Linked DNA regions of Sus scrofa: region 2 is linked to region 1. The links are chromatin contacts, called in public HiChIP or PLAC-seq maps. All regions are on one chromosome and are shown on one strand. Each heading gives the region's core, a stretch centred on a gene start, on an enhancer-like site or on the middle of the called end of the contact. The rest is flanking DNA. Distances are from core to core; before and after follow the strand shown.

Region 1 (6,431 bases), core at 1,542-4,041:
CCATTGGAGAAAACTTGGAGTTTGAAATATAGTGGCTTTTCATTGGCTGAATTGTGACTCTCTCATTGGCTGAGCTGTTGCCAGGCCAGGAGAAATCTTCCCTGCTGGCAGTAGTAATGTAGTGTCACTTCCTGCCTGAGATGGAAAGTACATCTCTTCCTATTGGGATCTGCGTCTACCTGGAGTGATACGTGTGTAACAGCGCCCCCTTCTGGCCTCACGCCTCCATGTTAGCGAGGTTTCCCTTTGTTAATTTTCACAAAGGAGTAACTTCCTTCACTTCCTCTCACAAAGTCCTTCCCTGTCTCACTTTCACTCCCAAGCTTTGCTAAAGCATTTCCTCTTTTGCTTCCTGAAAGACCCGGCCTCTCTCATCCCCCCTCACAAAGGCTTTCCCTCCCTCAGTTCCCCTTAGAAAGAATGAACATTGCTCACCTCTGCAGACAAAATACTGTTAAAAACCAAAACTCCACCAAGTAAATTTGAAGATCTAATTGGCTTCCTTGGGTGGTTCGTGAATCAGGCACCATTCTGAAGAGTCTTACCAAAAAAAAAAAAAACAAAAACAAAAAAGGAGGATAGGGCAAAGGAATCACTAGCAAAAGAAAATGAAGGGTTATTTTGAGCCCAGCCGTCTTTAGGGAGGAAGGGAATAGCGTGGACTTTTTTTCTTTTTTTTTTTTTTCTTTTCTGGGGCGGCTTCCCGAGGTTCCCAGGCTAGGAGTCTCATCGGAGCTCTGCAGCCGCCGGCCCACACCACAGCCACAGCAACTCGGGATCCGAGCTGCATCTGCGCCCTACACCACAGCTCACGGTAACACTGGATCCTTAACCCAGAGTGAGGCCAGGGATCGAACCCACAACCTCATGGTTCCTAGTCGGATTCGTTTCCGCTGTGCCACGACGGGAACTCCAAAAACCAAATATTTAAATGGAATAAATAGCAAAGTGACTGCATGTGACACATAATTTAATAAACCAAAGGATCAAACCATGGGGTTTTCCCGCCATACGGTACAAAGGATGAATGGATGGAAGGGATGTGAGAAAAGCTGAAAGAGCGAAGCGCGCCCCACAGCCCAGTCCGGCTCATTGCTCAGTTCTCAGGGCCAGTGTGGCTTCCCGGGAGGTTCCCTTGGCAGGTGCAGGCACAGCAGCGCCACAGCACCCCAACCTCCCCGCCCGGGAAAACGTAACCCCTGATGGCAGAGCCTCTAGACGTCTTGTTCTTTGCTGTGAGCCCGGGGCTACCACCACGTCTGACACACACCCGGCGCTGCAGACGTGTTTATTTCCTGAAATACCGCTCTCTTTGCGAAAGTGCCGTGTTCATATGCCTATGCCAGTGAGTAAGCTTCTGTGAAGCCTGAGTTTGCCGGGCCACCCCGCAGACGTGGGATGGACCCCCTCCCAACCCCACATTTGATGCAGCTATAGGGGCCACTCGCACCTCACACGTGATGCTTTCTGGGGCAGCAGGACCAGCTCCCAGGGGGACCAAGCCTGGTTTGGGGGGGGGGGCAGCTGACTGGCTCAGGGTTTTACGGCGATTTGGGGCTGAGGCTAGAGTGAGGCTTCCCATCCCTGGGCAGGGGCTTGTGTGGTTTAACTTTCCGCCAGACTTCCTTATCAACCTGCCCAGATGTGGCCAGAAGGAGAAGGCGGAGCAGTGGGGCTTGACAACTGTCAGCAGCCACACATCAAAAAATGGAGTCATGGAGTTCCTGTCGTGGCTGAGTGGTTAACGAATCCAACTAGGAACTGTGAGGTTGTGGGTTCGATCCCTGGCCTCGCCCAGTGGGTTAAGGACCCGGCATTGCCCTGAGCTGTGGTGTAGGTTGCAGACACGGCTTGGATCCCGAATTGCTGTGGCTGTGGCGTAGGCCAGCAGCTGCAGCTCCGATGAGACCCCTCGCCTGGGAACCTCCATGTGCCGTGGGAGTGGCCTTAGAAAAAAGGCAAAAAGACAAGACAAACAAATAAACAAAGAAATGTTCATAGGATTTAAGGTCACCAATGACCAGAGGTCCAAACTAAAGCAAAAGAGGTGCCCCTATTTTGGCCAGCAAATTGTCAAACAATCCTCCCCAAAAGGGGAGGGTACAAGAAGACTCTCAGTTGCCCCCACTATTGGTTGCCTTGACCTTGGGGCAGTCTTGGTAGGAAGCAGTGTGGCCAAGGTCAAGAACCATTCCTTAAGAATTTATCGTACGGAATTTTTCATGAATATCTGCATGCACAGCTCCCGCGATAGTCGAGCCAGTGTTGTCTATACCACTAAGTTGGAAACAACCAAAACATCTTCCCCTGGGAGAATCGTGAACTTGGTTGGAGCAGCGCTGCGTATTGGAGTACTAGGGCACTATTAAAGATAATGCCGAGAAATATTTAATGATTTGGACATATCCACGCTATCGGAAAGAAGCGGCAATCCTTTCCTGTGAGATAGGAGGGAATTATGCAAGTAAAACTAAAAAGAGGTGCTTTGAAGTGGTAGGAAGAAGGATTTGGAAGACTGTCCTGTGTCCAAAGCCTGGATTTTTATCAGTAAAAAAGGAAGCCAACACATTTGCAAGTTACTGTGATGGGATGTGGTTTAGCTGCAGTACATGCTGTTTTCAGGGTGTCTATAGATTAGGCCTCTAAATGTCAACGCTGTTTGTCAGAGGCAAGTTCCCTGTCGTTAAGCCAGTTTACAGGCAACCACGAGGAGTTTGGGGCCATGACTGAAGCATTTGGAAACTTAAGACTCAGTTGCGCAGCAGGATTGCATTCCAACTCGTAACCGCCTCCACAGTTCAGAGATGAAAGTGCAGTGCCTGCTAGCTATCTGATTTGCTCACTGAGCAATGATGTTTACTCTTAAAGGGGTATTGAAAGTAACCAACCTTCATATGTCGGGATCGATAACTCCCTACTTCTTCACTGTTCTCGAATTCTGTCTCCAAAAGGACAAAGTCCCTGGAGCCGTGAGAACGCGAAGGACCATCTCTGGAAGCAACCAGCTGCGTCGGGAGCCCCGTTCAGTTATTTTCTCCATCAAGGAGTTCCTGTTTGATGGTTTTTTCCTAAGGCCCTCGTTTCGAAAACAGTGATTAACTGTTAGGCGGCATCCGGGTGTGAGACGGGCCTGAGTTTGAACCCGGCTCTGCCCTTAGCCTCGGGCAGGGCAGCCTCTCCCTGTCCTCATCTCTAAATGCAGGTGCCTTCCACGCGGAACCGTGAGGATGCGCCGAAGCAGCATCTGGAAGGCATTCCAGACGTGTTTGCTCCTGCTCATGAAATGCTTTTCCTTCGCAAACAGCAGCCCTTTCGCAATGTACCCGAATGTCACGGCTTCAAATTTACTGTCTCTGGCCCACACTGTTGTGAAATCGTTGGCTTCGGTAGCATTGAGCAAGGTACTGTGTGGCTCTGATGTCAGGGAATATGCCAGATGTTTTCCCATCTGTTTTATGGGAAGCGTTTCAAGCCACATGGTCTTTTTGTGATTCTATCTATAATGTGTTTATCAGGGAAGTGATGAGCCCTGAGAACTCTGACCCACAAGCAATCCCGTTTCATTGGGTACCGTGTGGGGCCCTCTTAAGGAGAGGCTTCCTATCAACAGACATATGTGAACTATAAAGATGAAGCTCTGGTTAAGACGCGTGCAGAATCTATTCTAACCAAGTTCGAGAGATGTATATAAAGCACACAGCTCCATCCACGGCTCCCTTTCTATGCAGACTCTACCGCGGAGTTCTTCCGAGGCCTTGCTGAAACCGCTTCACGTTTCTCTGCACCTGTTTCCTCAGGTGCAAGATGGGGACGGTAACCCCTCCGACCAGGAACAGCGAAGCAAATAACTCCTTGTGTACGTATGAGATGTGGTCCTGATCAAAGAGACCGGGCAAGAAAATGGAGAAGGGGCATTTCGTGTCGGATAAAGACAGAGCTGCTCTAAACAATAACGAACATTGACTTCATCCTTAGAGCTCATGAAAGGCAGCAGAAGCAGAGTGGCCTGTAGTCACTTACCCGTGATGCCTGCACTATGCAGTCGCGGGGGTCACCTTCAGCAGAGTCTACATTAATAAGAATGTGTGTTTCCAAAACATTCCTCCAACCTAGCCCAGGCGATTGAGGCAAAATTCATTTGGGGGGATAAAGTCTGCCACACGCTCCCACCCTCGCCCCTGCCCCAAATCCAACTGTTCCACTTTATTTTTTTTTTCCAACTGTTCCGTTTAAAAGAAAAACATCTGGCCTAGGGTGAGTTGAATCTTTGTAAACAATGATTAAATATTTCTAAATGTACACTCTGTCTTCTATGAAAAAAGTCACGATAGATTCATAAGATGGGTGATACTTTTGAGCTATGGATTCCCCTCCTTGCATGATTGAAAATAAACACCCTCTGCCACTCGAAAGCTAAAAATCAAGTCTGTAGCTTTGTCCTGAGGCGGATGGTGAAACGTTCACCTTTTACGCATGAAAGTCCTCCACCCCTCAGACAGACTGGTGGGGACGCTCGACGGGTCATCGAACCATCTCCCGGTGACACAACTGCACACTCGAACTTGGTAGAAATTGTTCTGCCCTTTTCTTCTTCAAAATCACCAGTGACTCCTAGGGATTTGAGTCCGAAAGTTCATTTTAACGTCTGGCCTCAAGGCCACCTGATGCCTGCAACGTGGCGTTGGAACGGTGCCCACAGCATGCAGGAGGCCCATGCCATCTCCGACCAAGTCCTGACTGTTGGTTGTCACCCTTTTCTGGGCGGTGTGGCACCCAGAACCGAACCCGGTACTCCAGACGCAGTCTAGCTCAGAGGAGGAGGCTGGCTCCGGGGCTGGAGGCACTGAGAACAGATTTCTTAGAACATAGAGCAACAAAGTGAGCTGAACGCCTACAGCTCTCAAGTGTCTGGGAAGTGACTATCCCAGCCAACTGCTTATGTTTGAGATGTGTAACCTTGTACAAGTTACCTGGGTTCTTCACGTCCTCATCTTTAAAATGAAGTCGAGGAGTTCCCTCGTGGCTCAGCAGAAACCGCCCGACTAGTCTCCATGAGGATGCGGGTTCGATCCCTGGCCTCGCTCAGTGGGTTAAGGATCCAGCATTGCCGTGAGCTGTGGATCCTGAGTTCCTGTGCCAGTGGTGTCGGCCGGCAGCTGTAGCTCTGATTCGACCCTTAGCCTGGGAACCTCCATGTTCCGCTGGTGTGGCCCTAGAAAGCAAAAAATAAACGAAAATAAAGCGAGGTTGAAGAGCATGGCTCGGGAGGCTGTTGCGAAGATGAGTCATGATGCCTGGCCCACGTCGGTGTGCGCCGAATGGTTAGCATTGTTATTTTTACCTCAGTTTCAGGAATTGCCAATCTTTAAAGAAAACAGTGCTCAAAACAACGCCCTGTTCTTTGTTGATGCTGAAGTGCTTTGGATGAAACCATCAGTTAGTACTTTTCTAGGTCTGTAGTTGTTGACGACAGAGAAAACTCAACTGAACGCATGCTGGCCTGTAGACATCCTGGGAGGTTTTTCTTTTTGAATCAAAATGTGATATCCGCCCTTTGGACTGTAATTTGTCTTATAAAGCAGGATGTTAAAAACAAGTGGCTGTTGGGGCTTGCAAGCCTCTTAGAAGCAGACACGTGCAGGAATCTTCACGTTCGTGTCAGAAAGCATCGCCTATTCCAAATGACAGACATAATTTAAGGTCAAAAGGAAGCAGCTTTTTTTTCAGTAAAGATGAAGGGAACATGAAACTCACCATTCCATTCCGCGTCACTGTGTCCTTCAAAATGTTGTACCACCACCACCTGAACCTAGTTCCAAAGTATTTTCATCACCCCCAAAACAAACCAAACAAACCAGCAAACAAACCCATTAGGCTGACACAACCCAGCCCCCTCCCCTCAAGCCCCGGCAGGCACCACTTACCTAGTTTGGATGTCTCGTACAGCGGAGTCACACAACATGTGATGTTTTCTGTCTGGCTTCAGTCACTTAGAATAATTTGTGGATTTCCCGTGTGCATGTCCAGTTTCCCAGTCTAGTGGAGGTAACGAAAACAAAAGCACATTAATGTGCAGGTCGAGCTTGGGCAAGTAAACTGGGATAACGCTGGATCTGACCATGGGGTGGGATTGCTGGCAGGGTAAGCTGGGTTCTTCATGGGGAAAAGAGAGCGCAGGAAAATCTGAGAGGCCAGGGAAGCAAAAGGTAAGCGGAATCACTCTCCTTGTGCTCCACATTCCGTTCACCTGCTGTTTTTAGGTGCCCGATCTTAGATGCACCCATGAACTTCAGCCAAGGACTGTGACGCTATTCTAATAGCTCAGTGAAGCCAAGTGACTTTCGTCAGTGGAATGTAAATGCTAATGATGTGGATTATTTCTGGGTCAGCACAGTGCTCCTGAGGTCTTTTACATGTTGTCACACGTATTG
Region 2 (6,498 bases), core at 1,883-4,382, 110 kb before region 1:
TTTCCCTAAGTCAGTTTTGTAAATTATACTCTTCCTGGAAAAGTGTCTGTTTCATCGTGGCTATCAAATTCATCCCATATAATTTCATGAAATCGTCTTACGATTTTTTAAAAATTCATTTTCGTTCCTCTGTTCTTTTTCCCGTGTTGGTTAGGCTGGTTGGTGTTTTCTATTTTATTGATTTTCGGTTTTGCAGCGAGCCAGCTTTTTGATTCTTAACTAGAGCTCCTTTGTAGCTTTTCTCTTTAATTTTCCCTTTCTATTTATTGATCCCTTCATTTGATTTTGGTATATTGTACACATGTGGAAACTTGGACTGACTGCATGCTCCTTGTAGGGTTTTAATTTGCAAGCAACACACATGTTGAGAGGGCTGGAGAACCAGCTTTGAGGTTAAACAGCCAGGAAAAAACACCCCAAACCACAACTCAAAACTGGTTCTGGTGAGAAATCCGCTGTCACTACTGTGTACCTGCAAAGCACAACGTATGGCTGGTTACTCTAGTTCTTGATTTAGGTCTTGGAGCTCGTCGTCCTTGTCCCTGGAGGGCTGCGGCACATGCCAAGGCCACGTGCCCTTCATCCACTGCTGCGACCGCTGAGCCCCTCCCCCACCCCAAGCCCCGGCCGGGTAACTAGATGGTTATTTCATTAGGTGGCATCTGCTGAAGCCATCTCCAGGCTTCAGCAAAGACTGGAAGGGAGCCTGGGAAAGAGAGGAGAGACACAAGAAGGATCTAGAGAAATCGGCTGCCCGCATTTTGGAACCAATCATTTGTTGGGACACTTCAGTGGCAGGAAACCGGCTACTGAACAGGCCGCCCGAGTAACTGCGAGGACGCCGAGTGTCCCCCGAGAGTGTCCCCCGTGAGTGCCCTGCGCAGCCCAGGGCGGAGCCGGGCGCCCCTTGTCCTCCGGACGCTGGGCCGGGAGGCAGCCGTGCCCTTCCCATCTAGTCCGCTCTCGTGCCCTTGAGGCGTCCTTTAAGCCTGGCAGCTGGACCTTAGAGGGGTCACCTTTTTGTTTGCAGCGGGTCCTCCGTGCCAGTCTGTCAGGACCCTTTCGCGCCCTGGTTATGCCCTGGAGGGAGTGTGGGAGCGAAGACCCTGGTTTGGGACGAGTGTGCAGAGCTCGGGGTGGGGCCTGGGCTCAAGCGGAGTTGGGTGGTCCCTGGAGTGTGGAGTCTGCGGGGGTGGCGCTGAGACCGTGCAAGGCGAGTGTGATGAGTCAGAAGGAAAAGGAGCTAAGACAGAGCTTGAGGACGTGCCGTCGTCGGAGAGCGACAGGAAGGAGCTTTTGCACAGACGGAGCGGAGCGTGAGAGCAGGTGGCTGGATGCAGAGCGGCAGCAGCGGGGGACGGAGCGGACACGCGGGCAGATGGGACACGAAGGGCCACATGGCCGCAAAGCGCTTCAGCGGTTTGCAAAGGAAGGCCACTCAAAATCAAGGGACGCTGCTCCCGGACCCAGCCAAGTGACAAGGTGGAGCTACAGTGTGTGCGGTAGATGCGCTGGTCAGTAGCGTCCGGGGAAAGCCGCCGAGGTCTCCCCGGGCCGCCAGCACCTCCTGCTCGGAGCCCGGAGGTGGACGGCAGCTCTGCGTCGGGTGCCCGCGGAACTGGAAGCTGGCGGCTTCTAGCGCCACCACCATGTCCGCGGACCCCCTGCCTCTAGACTATACGGGCCACCCTCAAGAGCGTCTTCTTCGGGGTCTTTTTCTTTTTTGGCCACAGCCACGGTAGGTGGCCATTCCCCGGCCAGGGCTGGAACCCGGGACACAGCAGCCACCCGAGCCGCTGCTGTGACAACACCGGATCCCGAAGCGCTGCGGGTCGCCAGGGAGCTCCAGCCGTGTGGTTATGTTGGAAGAGCCTCATGCGAGGGACCCACGGCCCCACAGGGGCCATTCCTGTGCTTCCACGAGGAAGACGTCGGGTCTGCCGGCCGTTTTGGGACTTCATGCCTGCCTGTCTGTTGGCGGGGTTTTGCCCGGCCCACTGGGGACGTCTTTGCTGGTAGCAGGCCAGGGAGCAGCCAAGGCAGCGCCCCGCAAGCAGGCACGCACCGGGAGTGAGGAGGGAGTGGAAGCGGCCAAGCAGGTGACGGAGGAAGACCCTGCCCGGCTCCGAGCAGAGACGGGACCGGGTTTGAAGCGAATCGAACAGGTTCCCTCGGCAGCTGGGTTGAGACTAGGCTGTAAGGACAGACAGAGCCAAAGCGGTGACTGGGGAGAGACGACGATGCTGCGACGGGCCGAGAGAAAGGCCTCAGGAACGCCAGCGAGTCCGGGCCCGGCCCCGGAGGCCGGCGCTGCGCGCCCGAGGCCTGGAAGCCTGCGGCAGGGGTGCTGTCGAAAGATGCCTTGTGAACGGCCTCTGCTCACTTTTGCTTTTGCAAGTTCGCTCTGGAGAATCGTAAACTCATTTTCGGCCGCCATAAATGATGGCATTAACGTCTACGAATATACATCACGTTTTGTGCACATGTTTGAAAATTTTTTGCCAATCCGAGGGGCAAATGTATCACATTTTTAATTTGTGATTTCCGGTCATGTGATTTGGGGCCATTTGTTTCTTCTGTGAAATGCTTTCGTATCTTTGGCCCGTTTTTCCTAGTAGATCACTTTCATTTAGCTAGTTTTTCACAGGAGCTCTCTTTTTTTGGCTGCACCTGTGGCATACGGAAGTTCCCAGGCCAGGGATCAAACCTGCGCCACCACCGTGACAACACTAGATCCTTAACTGCTAGGCCACAAGGGAACTCCCATAGCAGCTCTTGAGGTATTTTGTTTATTAAGTTGTAACTCCCTTCAAAGGAATGATCTCAGCTATGTTCAAGGGGTCTCTCGCCATGTAGATATTGCTGAATTTTTGTAAGCACATCCCGAAATTGGTTCCTTTATAGTTTCTGTGGCCTGTTGGGCATTTTGCAAGCATATTCATGTCATGATTAAATGTAAAAGATTAAAGGGAAATGGAGAAAATATTTTTATTCTCCTGTGTCGGGCCGGCCTGCCCCCACGTCTGCTGTCCCGGGGCTAAGGGTGGCGTCGAGGGGAGATGGGGAGCAGAGCTGGCTTCCCTCTGCGGGGAGCGCCCGTCTCTTGCCTCGTCTGCCTTCCTCCGAGCACCGTGAGCCACGGTGACTGGCTCTGGGTCACCGCCCCAGGGCCTGCGGGAGAGCCTCATCAAAGTGGGGCCTCCTTCCCTTGCGGGGTAGAGCCTCACAGGCCCACCCCACCGACCTGGGACGCGCGTAGCCCAGGCCTGTTGGCCGGAGACTTTCCCTCTGGGTAACTCGGCTTCCACATCACAATTTGCCTGGCTTTATAGGGACATGCCAGCTGGCTCCCCTCAAGGGCTGCTCTGCTGTCCCCTCCCAGCCTCCTTTTTGGTGGTTGTTTCGGTTCATCACCAGCAGTTCCTATTTCACAAGAAGCAAGTCTGTTACACTGTGGCTTTTAGTGTTGACAAGTCAGTGGTTTGGGGTCTTTGGCCACGAGCATGGTGTAACTAGAAACTAAACCGAAGTTTAAGTTATAATGTAACCCCACCCAAATTTTCACACCAAGTGAGAAGTACACTCCTCAAAGTCTTAGACCCTAAAATGTTATTCGGATCAATATGACAGAGTAAATAGGAAAGAAATTCAATGTATTGCCAGATAATTCACCTCCAAGACAGATGCTTGATGCAAAATGTTTTTATGTTTGAGACCGCTTGAACTTTCAAGAATGGATACCTTTCATACTTTTTAAACTAGTTAGGCACAGGAAGGAGAGGCAAACTGCTTCAATAGCCTTGATACCAAACTCATAAGGCGATTACCATACAACAAAGAAAACTATAGATCAATCTTACTAGAGACATGAGAAACTAATTACAGATGTGTCATATTTAAATAGAAGAAAACGAAATATAATTTCTAGAAGCAAATGTGGTAGCATCTCCATCTAATCTAAACAGGACAGCAGAGCAAAAACTAGAATGGGAAAGGCAGATTTTTGACATGTGAAAGTAAAACACTCTGGCCGGTCCTGCCTGCTGTGGCTCAGCAGTAGCGAACCCAACTAATATACAGGAGGACGTGGGTTCGATCCCTGGTCTCACTCAGTGGTTTAAGGACCCAGCGTTGCTGTGTGCTATGGTGTAGGTTGCAGAGGCGGCGCCGATCTGGCGTTGCCGTGGCTCTGCTGTAGGCTGGCACCTGCAGCTCCGGTTCGACCCCTAGCCTGGGAACCTCCATATGCCGCGGGTGTGGCCCTAAAAAGACAAAAAAAAAAAAAAAAAAAAAAAGAAAAGACAAGACAGTTCCTTTATTTATTCATTAGGTTAGTCCTCAACCAATGTTTGTTTAGTGAACAACTCCTGAGTAGCAAGCATTCTTTTAGACATTGGCACTTCAAAAACCACATAAGCTTATTAGGCACATGACAAAATACTAAAGTGTTTGCAGCACATGTGGCTGAATCACCCTTATCAATCGTGAGCAAAAGGTCAGCAGCTGAGTTAAAAACTGGGCAAAGTATTTGCAGAACGGTTTACAGGTGCTCTTTTTGCTTTGGCCTGTGTAACTGCTGGAGCTTTAAAAGAGGTTTTTTTCTGAGAAAGAAAGTCACATATTTCTGACTACGTGTTTATATAATTCCCCTCTGTGAAACTCATCAAGAAGAATGAAAAGAATCCAAAATAGAGCAGGAAGATCCACCCAAGTCATGGAAAGACCCAGACCACTTATACGTCTCATCTGCTCCCCCCTGCCCTGGGCAGAGTGCAGTTTTGACAAAATGGGAGAAAGCTTTCCAGAGGATTCCAGTGAAAAATCCCTGACTTGGAGATGATGAGCCAGTGACATGGGCTGATCCTCCATCTGGATTCTCAGAAGTCAGGAGCGGAACAGGAGGGGGATTCAAGCGTGGGCAGGTGGGCAGCGGGGCAGGGCGTGGGGCCTAGGCGAGCACTAAGGGCCTCCCTGCTCGAGAGCGCCCACGCTCAGCTGCAGGGAGACTTCCTGGCGGCCGGGCTGGTTCTAGACCCGTGCTCGTCGAGTCACTCAGCAAACCTTTCTGCATCCTGGATCAGCAGGAAGGAGGCCATGGGAATTCGCCTTGAACTGTGAGCAATAAAAAGAGTCTTCCTTCTGACAGATGGATGTGCTTTGAGCCAAGCTGGTAATGACACCAAGGTCCAGCTGAGGCTGTTCTCCTCTCTGGGCACCTGGGGAGACGTGTGCGGGCAGGTGCCCCCTGGGCCTCAGCTTCTCCCAGGCCAAGACAGGAGCTGAAATCCACGCCGTGGGCCCCTGGGCCGAGCAGCTTCTATTGATTCACAGTTCTGTGCCGCCGGGAGGTGGTTTTGGCAACTTCCTGTCATCGAAGCGCCGTTTAGAGCTGATGAACCAGCCCAGAAACATCCCTCCGGGGCCGTGAGCACAGAGGCCGAGGGGCCGGCCGGCGCAAGCTGGTCCCCGTTTCCCTGCGGGTCCTGTTCGGGGAAGGCCTTTCCAGGCGGCATCGTTAGGTCAGTGGCCGCCCCGGTCTTTTCAGGGCAGGTGGAGGTTGCGTGTGTAAGTGGGAGTCTGCGGTTCAGGCACGATCCATTTGGATCGCATGCGGAACGAGGCCGAGCTTGCCCTGGACACCATTTTAGCTACGTGTCCTCAGTGCAAAAAGCTCCCACAGCTCGAAACTCAGTGCCCGAGGGACCAGGTTTGCCGAGGGCTTTTTCCAAATCCGCGTCTTTCCGGAGACAGCGAGGGAAGGCAGGCCTCTTGGAGAAACCGGTTGCTTCGTCTCAGTCCTGCGGGCAGGTTGGAGGTTTCATTGAATCCACCCCAGGTGCTCAGACCAGTTCCGGGCACACGTGTGACCTGGCGTTAGTGCTCTTGGATATTCTGGAGGGTCTGTGTCACCGCGTCAGTCTGTCGCTCTTCTCGTCAACGGACTCCCTCGGGGATGTGGGTACTGTTTTTTCCTTTTTCGTTGTAGTGCAAATGTACATACACCGCTCCTGAAATCATCAGTGTCCAGTTCAGAAATCACGAGAAGCCACCCCGGACACGCCGTGGAAGCAGATCCTGTGGGCCCGGCCATCTCCGGGACAATGACAGGAAGTCATTCCACGCCCGGGACAGGCCCAGCTCTATCTGGTAGCAAGCACGAGGTTACCGGCCATCAGGCTGAAGGGTCACGGGCCATCCCAGGACGAGTGGCTCTGGGCCAGGACAGAGACGGGGGGTATAACCTGCTGCTGGAAATTCCCGGCCCTGCCCTTGGGCCCCAGGCCTCTGGGGTCCCGGCAGGGAAGCAGGAGGCGGAGTAGAGCGCGAGGAAAGCAGAGCATTCACCAGAATTTCGTTTCTTCCGTGATGCTTACCCTCTGCAGCACCTTACAACCCCCAACTGCTGAGTGTTGGCAGTGAGGCCACCGGGAAGGCGACGGCGCTCAGGCTTAAAGGGTCCTGGCAAATCACCAACAATCTCCGAGTTGTCACCCTTCG

The links. HiChIP or PLAC-seq counts read pairs in DNA pulled down with a chosen protein or histone mark.
Region 2: an H3K27ac HiChIP or PLAC-seq map of alveolar macrophages shows a contact between it and region 1. The contact joins two enhancer-like sites. A contact is called at or near these places in 1 of 5 promoter capture datasets (fetal skeletal muscle), 14 of 47 Hi-C or Micro-C datasets (embryonic fibroblasts, epiblast stem cells, fetal skeletal muscle and 8 more) and 2 of 2 datasets of contacts at active chromatin or transcription factors (alveolar macrophages and skeletal muscle).

The regions. Positions count from the first base shown.
Region 1 is chrX:125,078,746-125,085,176 of Sscrofa11.1, reverse strand. The region is part of intron 3 of LOC100737597; the gene reads left to right. LOC110257719 (a long non-coding RNA gene) reads right to left here. Exons shown (of 2, transcript XR_002340632.1): 1 at 5,755-6,431; 2 at 4,259-5,672. Among named protein-coding and RNA genes, the nearest start is that of IKBKG, 37 kb to the right of the region's middle. Within about 2 kb of position 2,791, at least 17 of the 83 cell types and tissues checked have an H3K27ac peak or open chromatin away from gene starts, as enhancers often do. A contact at or near this core is called in alveolar macrophages and retroperitoneal adipose tissue, where this site is marked.
Region 2 is chrX:125,189,470-125,195,967 of Sscrofa11.1, reverse strand. The region is part of intron 1 of GAB3 (GRB2-associated-binding protein 3); the gene reads left to right. Among named protein-coding and RNA genes, the nearest start is that of GAB3, 16 kb to the left of the region's middle. Within about 2 kb of position 3,132, at least 11 of the 83 cell types and tissues checked have an H3K27ac peak or open chromatin away from gene starts, as enhancers often do. A contact at or near this core is called in alveolar macrophages and retroperitoneal adipose tissue, where this site is marked.